Linked DNA regions of Mus musculus: region 1 is linked to region 2. Evidence: chromatin contacts called from public Hi-C data. All regions are on one chromosome and are shown on one strand. Each heading gives the region's core, a stretch centred on a gene start, on an enhancer-like site or on the middle of the called end of the contact. The rest is flanking DNA. Distances are from core to core; before and after follow the strand shown. Region 1 holds the start of Gli3 (GLI-Kruppel family member GLI3). Region 2 has its middle 88 kb from the start of Gm31066.

Region 1 (4,859 bases), core at 2,255-4,754, 360 kb after region 2:
AGGCAAGCCAACCAATGTGTATTCCACTTCGTAATGGTTTCAATCATCTTAACACCAGTGTTCTGAGGCCCAGGCCTCCAAACAAACCCCTGTGGGTCAACGTTGCTGAGTTGACTTGTGCCCTCTTCTTCTTAAAAAGAAGTGCTCATCCCAGGAACTTCAGAAAACTAGCTTATTTGAAAACAAGGCTGTAGATGCAATTAGTCAAAACAAAGTCAGACTGAAGTGGCATAGGCCACAGCTCTCAACTCCATAAGAGGAGATGAGTGCAAGGAGAATGCCTTAAGATCACCCAGGCAGAGAGATGGGAAGTAGCCGAAAGCCAAGGAATAGCAAGCAGATCAGGGGCTCCTACAAGAAGCCTGTGAAGGCAAGGATGGCTTTCCCCACACTTTGCAGGCAAACACTGGCCCTGTCGACACTATGACTTAGCATCCTGGCATTCAGAAATGTAAGTTAGTGCCTGCCTTGTTTAAGCCATCAACTGCATAATCGCTTGCTACAGCAGTGCTGACAAACCAACAAGAGGGTTGTTAAGTCTCTTGCCTCATTATGGAAAATAAATCCATCTTAAAGGTTTAAATATTGTGAGTATAGCTCAGGGTATCTGTTGCTGTGGCCATGGCCACAGCAACTTAGGGAGGAAAGGGTTTGTTTGGTTTACAAGTCCTGATCACAGTCCATCACTAAGGGAAGGACTCAACGCAGGAACCTGGAGGCAGAAACTGAATCAGAGACCATAGAGGAGTGTTGCTCACTGGCTTGTTCCCTGTGGCTTGTTCTGCCTGTTTTCTTATATAACCCAGGACCATCAGCCTAAGTGTGAAACTGCCCCGTAGTGGGCTGGGCCCTCTCACATCAACTGTTAATCAAAAAATTTACTATAGGTGAATCTTATGGAATATTTTCTCAATTGAATGTCCCTTTTCCCAAATGACTCTAGGTAGTGTCAAGTTGACAAAAAAAACTAACATAGAGGACTTATGACATTAAAATTTCCCAAGAGATTTGTAGTTGAAATGACTAGTGATGAGGTAAGGCAGGAATGACTGTATAAGAGTGGGATTCAGATGGATTAAGGAACAGTCTCTTCCCTATGCATCCTACCTAATGGCTCCTTAATTAACAGAAGTCCCTCTACTGAGTTAAGAGATAACTTAGGAGCCTCTGCAGGACAGGAGGTGGGTGATGCATAAGATTTAAGGTTCCAATTTTAAGGACACCCCACCTTCAAGAATTCCTCTTGTTTCATTTTGGGATTTGTATCCAAGATTTCCCTGGGCAAAAGAGTTATGAAGCTAACATGTATTGAAACTCCATGACATTATTTAACTCACAGCGAGGCAATTTTTTTTTTTTCTTTACCATTTCTGTAAACCATGTTCACGTGCATGCGTTTGTCAGCCAATCTGAGTTGCCCACCTCTCCTAAGGTGAGGGAATCAAAGTTTAGGATGCAAAGCGGAGTTCCTTCTTGGTTATTAGCTAAGTTCTGATAGCGTGGTGGGAAGGAAGCTTTGCAATGTTTTTCTTTGTTCCAGTGTTTTTTAGAACCCCAAATCAAGATCTTTATGACTCAGAATGTGCTGCGAGACTGTAAGAAGTAAAAGTCAAAATTTATATTTTATGCCCGGTGATTTATGGGCTGTCCCTTTTGCCACTGGATAAGCAGAGAAAACTATCAGGATGCAGTATTTACATTCTCGCGGTGGAGGCAGCAGCAGCCCCAAATGCCAGAAACAATGTATCTGACATTAATGAAACACACCATCCCTCTGACTAACTTGAAATACCAAAAAGGAAAATAGTTCTCACACACGATGTCGTCTTTTATAACTTTGCAGGTATAATCTCACTGGAGATCCATAGCCGTCCCGGGACTTAGGAGGACTGCATTTTCTCGCTCATCTACTGTGGGCTCAGAGTCTACAGAGGCTGAGGGAATACTCTGGGGCCTGGGGCCAGTTACTGAGGGGAGGGTTGGGGCTACCTCTGTTGATATTCCTGCACTCCGAGATGAGTGAAGGATGTTTCACTCTTTGCCTTACAGAGTGTTGTAGCGGAGAGAAAGCTTAAAAATGGCTAAGAAGTGTCTGGAGCCCCACACTGAAAGCTTAAGTCACTCTCTGCTTTTGTCTTTGTCATAAGCAACAAGTCACCAGAAACAAATAACGAATACACTGTCAATTCCGTTAAAAATTTTCCCCAGTTTAGCACGTGAATTTCAAAATGTTCTTCAAATTATTATAGCTATTCATCCACCCACTCTGCCTTCAAGACGGCTGCCACAGAGCACCCTGAGCACCAAGGCACTCCTGGTGGGCCAACTGCTTACTCCGGTATTCTGGAATGTCTCTTGGGTTTTCTTCTTTCTTCCACCCCCTTGAAATCCTCCCTTTCAAGTAACAGGTTGGGGTGAGTACCTGGATGGGGAGAGAGAGATGAGTGCACTGGCCCGTTGAAGTAACATGGGTCTTTTAAAAGAAACCAAGGACAGGCACTCTGCATCTTAAGGAAAAGAACCCCGTGCAAGTCAGGGTTCTCAGCTCAAGTCCCGGTTCCCAGCTCGGGTCTTTGTGTTCTTTGCAAAGTGGCCCACGGGGACAGTAGGCTGTACGGCGAGACGTCCCAAACGGAGTTTAACGCAACGGGGAGGAAAGTCTTCAACTTTCAAAAGCATCATCCCGCGAGAGGAAGTTTCAGGCTTGGCCTAGGGAAAAGTACCAGGAGGTGTGCGGGGGTGGGGCAGTGGCGATCTGAGAGGTCTCTAGAGAAGGAAGGGGAGTCCAGCCCGAGAGCGGAGTTGGGGGGGGGGGGGGCGAAGAGAGGCGGCATGGGCGAAGCGCCCGGCAGCGCGCGAGCCCCGGCTGCTCGGCTGCGCGGGAGCGCAGGCCTGGAGGGCTCGGGTGACATCACCCGCGGGCCCCTTCCTCCTGCCGGGTGGGTGGGGCCTGGCGCGCCGCGCGGGCGCGGGGTCAAGGAGGGGGAAGAGGAGGAGCAGGCCTGGATGTGTCTGTGTGAGGACCCGGGAGGGGCGGAGGCGGTGGAGCGCGTGGCTCCCGGCTGCCCGCGCCAGCCCTGCCCGGCCCGACGCGCGGCCTCAGTGCCGCCCCTCAGCGCAGCGCCCTGGGATCCGCGCGCGCGGAGCGGGACCCCGCCGGGCGCGGCCTGGAAAGGAGCGGGAAAGCAAAGTAAGGCGAGCAGTCTTCCCAAGTTTTTAAACCAACTTCGCCCCCTGCGGCGGCGGCGGCGGCGGCGGCGGCGGCGTCGTCCCGCGGCTCGGCGCGTCCCCCCCAGCGCTCCTCCGAGTGGCGGAAATTAGAGGGACGGGGCGGGGGTGGGGGCGCGCGAGGGAAGAAGGAGCCGGGAAGGAGAGCAGAGTCTGACCACATCTGTGAAAACTTGGGGAAGGAGGGCGGGGAGGAGGAGGAGCGCAGGAGCGCGCGGAGGGGAGCGCGAAGGGCGCGCGCGGCGGAGCTCAACTTTTGCAACCGGGGCGCTCGGCCTGGACGGGCCCTTAGTCGTTGAAAAGTCGACTTGACGGTCGGGGGGCTCCTTTCTTTCTCTTTCTCCTCCCACCCGCGGTTGAACCAAATCAGAACTGTCACTCAGGGCCGGTGACTCAGAGGGATCAGATTACAGGATCCCTGAAACTGATGCGCGGGCTGCAGCGGCGGGAGGGAGCGGACCGGGCCGCACCGCCGGCGCCCGCACACTCGTCCGCCCGCCCGCCGCTCCCCTCCTCGCCCGCTCGCCCCGTCGCCGGCCCACGCCACACCATGCCCGCCGGGGCCGCACGCTGGGATCAGTCAGGCCATCCACGGTAGCCCGAGTCCGCCTGCCGCTCCGCCGGCGCAGGTCTGTGGATTTGGGACCTGACAGCCAAAGCCGCAGGTACGTCCCGCCTGAAGTTCTTTGTTTTGCGGGCCCCGCAGCCCTCCCTGTCGAGCTTCCCGGCGGCGTCGGAGCGGCTTGTGTGCGCTCGCGCCTTCCCGCGCTCTCGGGGATCGGGTCTCGGCTCTCCGGACTGCAGAGCTCCTGCCCCAGGGCGCGCGGACCAAGTTTGCAGCGGCGGCGTCCGTGCCTACTTCTCGCCAAGTGCTGCGCAGAGCTCCGGGAGTCCGGAGCTGCGGCTGGTCCTCGCGCCCCCGCAAGCCGCAGCTTGGCTTGCGCGCAGCGCCTGGGGATGCGCCGAGCCGCCGCTGCCCCGCTCTCCAGGGTCCCGCCTTCACTTCTGAGGGTGGGGGTGCGGGGTGAGCGGATGGAGGGCGCGCCTCCGCGGTGGGAGAGGAAAAGTGAAAGTTGTGCCATCTGTGCGTGATTTGGAACTCTGTCTCTTCCTTTCCAGAGGTAGAGCAGAAAGAAAGAAAAGAGAAAGAAAGAAAAGTAGCCGTGGCCCTTGCGGTAACCAAGAGGCCGAATTTGCACAGAGCAGAGTTGGGTACGGATCACTCTACTCTGCTGGGGACACTTAACTTTCTGGAGTTGCAGTGGGACCCCGAGGATGTGGCAGAGTTAATATTGATCATACATTTGAATAGTTGGTGAAGCGACTTTTCAGCAGATGGCCACATGCCCTCACACTCGGCCCGGCCTTTGCTTATTATCCTTTGATGAACTTAGTATCCTTCTGTGAACTTTGTGCCTGTGTCCCGGAGTGCACCTTTTTGAGTACCAAGCCATACCCCCCCTCCCCCCAGGCTTTCTTGGCTGTGTGTGTGTAAAGACCACTTAGGGAAGTTTCCTGCACCGCGTTTACCCTTTCTCCTCCCCCAACTTGGTTGTAGATTCTGGCCTTGGGTACAGTGCTCATGGCCCTCTGCCAGTTTATATGTACATATATTTATGTAAAACATTTTC
Region 2 (4,794 bases), core at 901-3,400:
GTACTCCATTGTGTAAATGTATCACGTTTTCTATATCCATTCCTCTGTTGAAGGACATCTGGGTTCTTTCCAGCTCCAGGCTATCATAAATAAGGCTGCTATGAACATAGAGGAGCATGGAACACTACTTTTAAAAGTTCAACAATCATCAAAATTAACAACATGATAAAATCCACATCACCAGCGTTGGAGGGGGGACTTATATTGTACCCTAATATTGTGAACCTAAGAGACACAGCAATACTTCTGTGGCAAATCTGCACAAATATATGATGGAAATATAATTGCAAAGAAGTAAGAAATAAACCAATTTGGACAGATAGCCTGCACAAACTAAGAAACTGCTTCATTTTAAAGAACCTAAAGAGACAAAGATCTAAATGCAAAGGTTTGATCAGTGTTTGTTGACTAGTTCATACAAAAGTGAAAGCAAGTAGGAATATATACAATTACAATTGCTATAAGGATGAACTATAAAGGTACAATAAGTGGTGTTCACATGTCAGTTGCAACCAGCAACTGTTTAATTGGACTTCAGTCCCACCAAACAGGAGGGAATCCATTTCTGGTACTGGAAAGCTAGCCAGCTTACTGAGGTTAGTGAGGTCATAAATCTTAGAACACAGGCTATTCACCACCAGTTCTCTTGACTGGTATAATTTTTACTACATTCTAAATCTTACCACTATATTCTCAGATAAGTATAGCTACCATCCCTCCTCAGAGAAGCCTCTCTTTAAAACAAATAGAGACCATCACAGAAAAACACAACAGGAAAAAGTGTAGAAATCAACCCATCATGGTGGAGCCCAGCCCCAAGTGGTAGATCCACACATCACAGCTCATGTGTTTACGGCTCAGGAAATATTGCCAAAAAGGGAAAGCGTTGTAGAGTTCCTTCCATTGTATAGCCCTACTATCATCAGTCAGATTTATGTCCTTGTATGCAATAGAAAACCTGGGCATGAATATGAGGCAAGCACCCAGGTCCCAATGTGGTGCTCCATTTCCAATTTACAGCTATTGTCAAAACTCCATCTTTAGAGGAGGCTATTGGCACATAGCTTATAGCGACCTGAAGCTCACCATCCTCCTGCCTCAGTCTTGTCAATGGCAGGAATACAGGCATGCACAACTATGCTCACTGTTATTCAATTCTGATAGGTTTGAGAGGTTCAGTATGAATAGAGAGTGTAGTTAGATTACAAACAACGTTTCGAGACGTTTTCTTTTACATGGGACAGAACAGCAAGAGTTGATAAAGTCTTACCTCTAAGATGTTTTTTAAATACATGTTCAAGTTTCAATAAGGCTTGTGCCCATTGAACACACATTAGGGTTCAGTTTCTCGGTGCTCACTGTTGGGAAGCAGGTCTGTGAGAGGAGTTTGAATGTAGGGAAAGCAAGGCCCTCAGAAAACAATTGAGTTCACACTCTCAAACAGTAGCATAAATAAACTTTAAAGTGGGTTGTTGTGACACAAGGTCATACCTCAAACATTTCTATTCCAGTACCATTATCCTTCTCCTTTCTACCTGAGATCTGCTGGTGCCCTGCCCTTGAATTCATAGAAACATGAGATAAAGCAAGTCTATTTCCTTAAGTTCTCACAATCCTGTTTCAGTAAGAGAAAAGAAACTAAGATAATGAATTTGAAGATGCTAGTATTGTCTAAGAATCCCTGATGAAGCGATCATTTTCATTTTCTACGACCTCAGTTTGTGGTACTTTCAGTTTGATATTCAGAGTCCTCCAAGTGCAGGCAACACCTCCTGGCTTCACCTTCAGAACAGCGGCATCCTAAAATGCCCAGACAGCTTTGGAGATTGGAGCATTGCCACCACCTGTGCTTTATTTCTTTCAGACACACTATCAGGGCACTGCAAAAGCTTTGCAGCGATATTCCTGGAGGTCTGGAGTTTAAAAGTCTTTTCCCTCTTAGATAAGAGGGAAAGGGAGCAAAGCGGAGCACATTTTGCTCCTTTTGAAATCAAGGACAAAGGGTAAAGAAAATGCTTTTACAGTTCTGTTTAGCCATGCTAGTTTGTTAGAGGAAAGTTGTTTAAAGCCGGCCTCTGCTCAATCCAAATCCCTGTTTAGATAGCACAGTCATCTCTCCCTGATCCAGCTACTCCCAGGCTGCGTTAGCCTCCCCCTCCATTCCTGTCTTGAGGTCAGGAAGTGAGTCTCTTGAACTCATGCTATTTTGACAGAGAGCTTAAGGATACCTTAACCCAGCAACGCTGGATGAAGGGTGAGAGGACCCTGGGTCCAATGTGCCAGCCCTGACATGTTTAGCTCAGCTCCCTAATTGAGAAGCTCCCCACAAGCCTCCAAGGAGCTGCCGTGTCCTAGAGTTGGGAGTAGATTTTTCTCTTCTCATCTGGATAATAAGATTTTCCAGGTCACCAAAGCCACGGAGGCTTGGAAAACAAAGCCTTCTTTGTTAAACAAAGCAAGTTGTATTAAGACTTTCTGTCTTTGAGTTTAGGTAAATGACCCAAAAACATCATCAAATGATTGTGACTCTCGAGGGATCTTCATGAAAAAAAAGGGGGCACCCTGTGAACCCTGAGAAGCTAAGAAGACTGCTTTTAGTTCAAATCCCTTCTTTGAAAGATGTAAAGTTGGGGGCTTTGTTCCAAAGAATTCAGAGAAATACCACAGAGCCAAAAGCAGCAACAGACTCCCTATAAAGCCTGAGAATTTTAAATGCATTTGTTTTTCCAGCGTTAATATGACAGATTCATATTTTATATAAACTCAAGAAGTAGCCAGCATTGTCATGTAAGCAGAATTCAGTGAGGTTTTCTTTTTTACTTTAGTGGTGTGCTCTGCTCTGTATCAATTAAGATTTCTTAGCCAAGGAAGGGAGCCAGAAAAATTTTGACAACTAGAAAACTGTATTTCCACATAAATGTGGCATGATCTCAATTTCTAACGAACATAGCAAGATAATGTACTCTGTTAGATACAGGAAGTTATTTTCTACTGTGTCATTATGAGCCCTGGCAAACCATGGCAACCAAGAAGAAATAACCTTAAATGCATAACTCTGAGAGTTCTTCCAATAGGCTTTGAGACTTGAACATGAGTGTATTTGATCTCTTGAGTAGAAAGGAACCTGAATTAAGAGATCTATTGAAAATAAGACATGCCTGTTGAACACAGACAGCTGCCTCACCCCCTACAAAAAGCTATTTGGCAGTAGTGAAATACTTATGTGAATCTTCGTGAGACTTGTATTACAAGAAGTTGGAAGTTTATAAGATACCTTCTAGTATAAGATACAGTGGCATCCCACTGTTATTTGAATCTAAAATGTCTGTCCCCCTTCCCCCACAATGTCCTCCTAGTGTACACTACCACGCAGACAGGCTTGTGTTTTAAACAGGCTAGTCCTGAACTCTGGTGAGAATGTTTTGTGCAGTTGTAGAAATTAGATAACCACTTTCTGATTGGATTTATATCCTACTCCACAAGATGAAACTTATATGCGGCACCATTGTCAGGCCAAGAACATACAGCTAGACAAATCATAGACCCTAAGAGAGAAACTTCTGCTGTTGTTTTGACAAATAGACATAGTATTAAACTAACTTATAATGACTTATTTGTGACACTGTATATTAATGCATTCTTAACCCTCACCAGAGAAGGTTCTATTTGCAGTAGATGTTGAAAAACACGAAAAGTCACTGACCAAGGTGGAGAGAATAAGTTGATGCCCATCCTAGAGGGGACATTTATGCCACACCTCCTCTTCTCAAGACTTAAGGTCTATTGTGGAATTGTGGCAGAAAAACTTAAAGAGCCATAGGTGGTAGATGAAAACAAGAATGCAGTATCCTCTAGACACCACAGGAGAGCTTTACATATGAGCTCGTGGTGTTTATGACAGCATGCACAAGCTCAAGACAGATGAAACCTCAGCATGGATTGGGACATAAATGTGAGTTTCCACCCTGAGCTGAATAGCTTCTGAGAGAGTTAGTTTCCTGTGAGACTGTTACCCCTGAGAACTTGACCATGCCAGGCATCCAATAATATGTGAGTAGCACAAGTTAGAATTGATGGATTAAAAAAAGAAAAAGAAAACCAAAAGGAGACAAATTCAGATGGATAGGGAAATAGGATGAGCCTGAGATGAGTTGAGCAAAAAGTAAATATGATCAAAATACATTAGACAAAATTATCAAGGAATTAATGAACATATTAAAGACTTTCTCAACTATTAATGTTTCCATGTCTTTTCATAATGTATATAAATTTTACAAAACCTTTTTCTGGAATACAGTTAGAAAATAATTTAACCAATTTCTAGCCAAATAGTATTCAATAAAATAAAAGCATTTTTTAACCCCTACTTCTCAAATAAAGTAGAAGCAGTATCCACTGAAATTGTAGTGCCCAGCCTAGGAAACCTCCCGTTGAGTTGTTGGACAGAAGTGTCTAAGAGACTCATAAAACAATACAGGCTAGTGTTCTACTTGCCTTCCTGAAATCAAAGGCAGAACTACATGGCTGAAGACACCATATAACTTGGACAGGGGACATGGAAGAATGGAGCTGGAATTGACATAGAATCCTCCTCCCTGAGAGTTAGCTCTCATAGTATCTAAAGGGACTTTTCAAGCTACCAAGGGAAAAGGCAAGTAACAGTCTTACCCAGCTATAAAGCTTACAGACTACAATGTGCAGCATGACAAGATATTCCCCAGGGTGGAGTAGTGGCGCTTACATTTGTGGGGTAATCAATAACTATCTAATTGGACTTGAAGCCTTCTCAATAGG

The links. Hi-C and Micro-C count contacts between places; a contact is called where the count stands out from the background.
Region 1: a Hi-C map of uterus shows a contact between it and region 2, with 6 times the contacts expected there. The contact joins the promoter of Gli3 here to the enhancer-like site in region 2. A contact is called at or near these places in 1 of 39 promoter capture datasets (cranial neural crest), 2 of 484 Hi-C or Micro-C datasets (stem cell-derived neural stem cells and uterus) and 2 of 115 datasets of contacts at active chromatin or transcription factors (cardiomyocytes and embryonic limb bud).

Annotation. Positions count from the first base shown.
Region 1 is chr13:15,460,219-15,465,077 of GRCm38.p6, forward strand. Gli3 (GLI-Kruppel family member GLI3) reads left to right here and starts at 3,505. Exons shown (of 15, transcript NM_008130.3): 1 at 3,505-3,893. Gm6556 (a long non-coding RNA gene) reads right to left here and starts at 4,400. Exons shown (of 1, transcript XR_001780862.2): 1 at 1-4,400.
Region 2 is chr13:15,105,706-15,110,499 of GRCm38.p6, forward strand. It overlaps the pseudogene Gm9512. Among named protein-coding and RNA genes, the nearest start is that of Gm31066, 88 kb to the left of the region's middle. Within about 2 kb of position 2,151, at least 18 of the 459 cell types and tissues checked have an H3K27ac peak or open chromatin away from gene starts, as enhancers often do. A contact at or near this core is called in uterus, where this site is marked.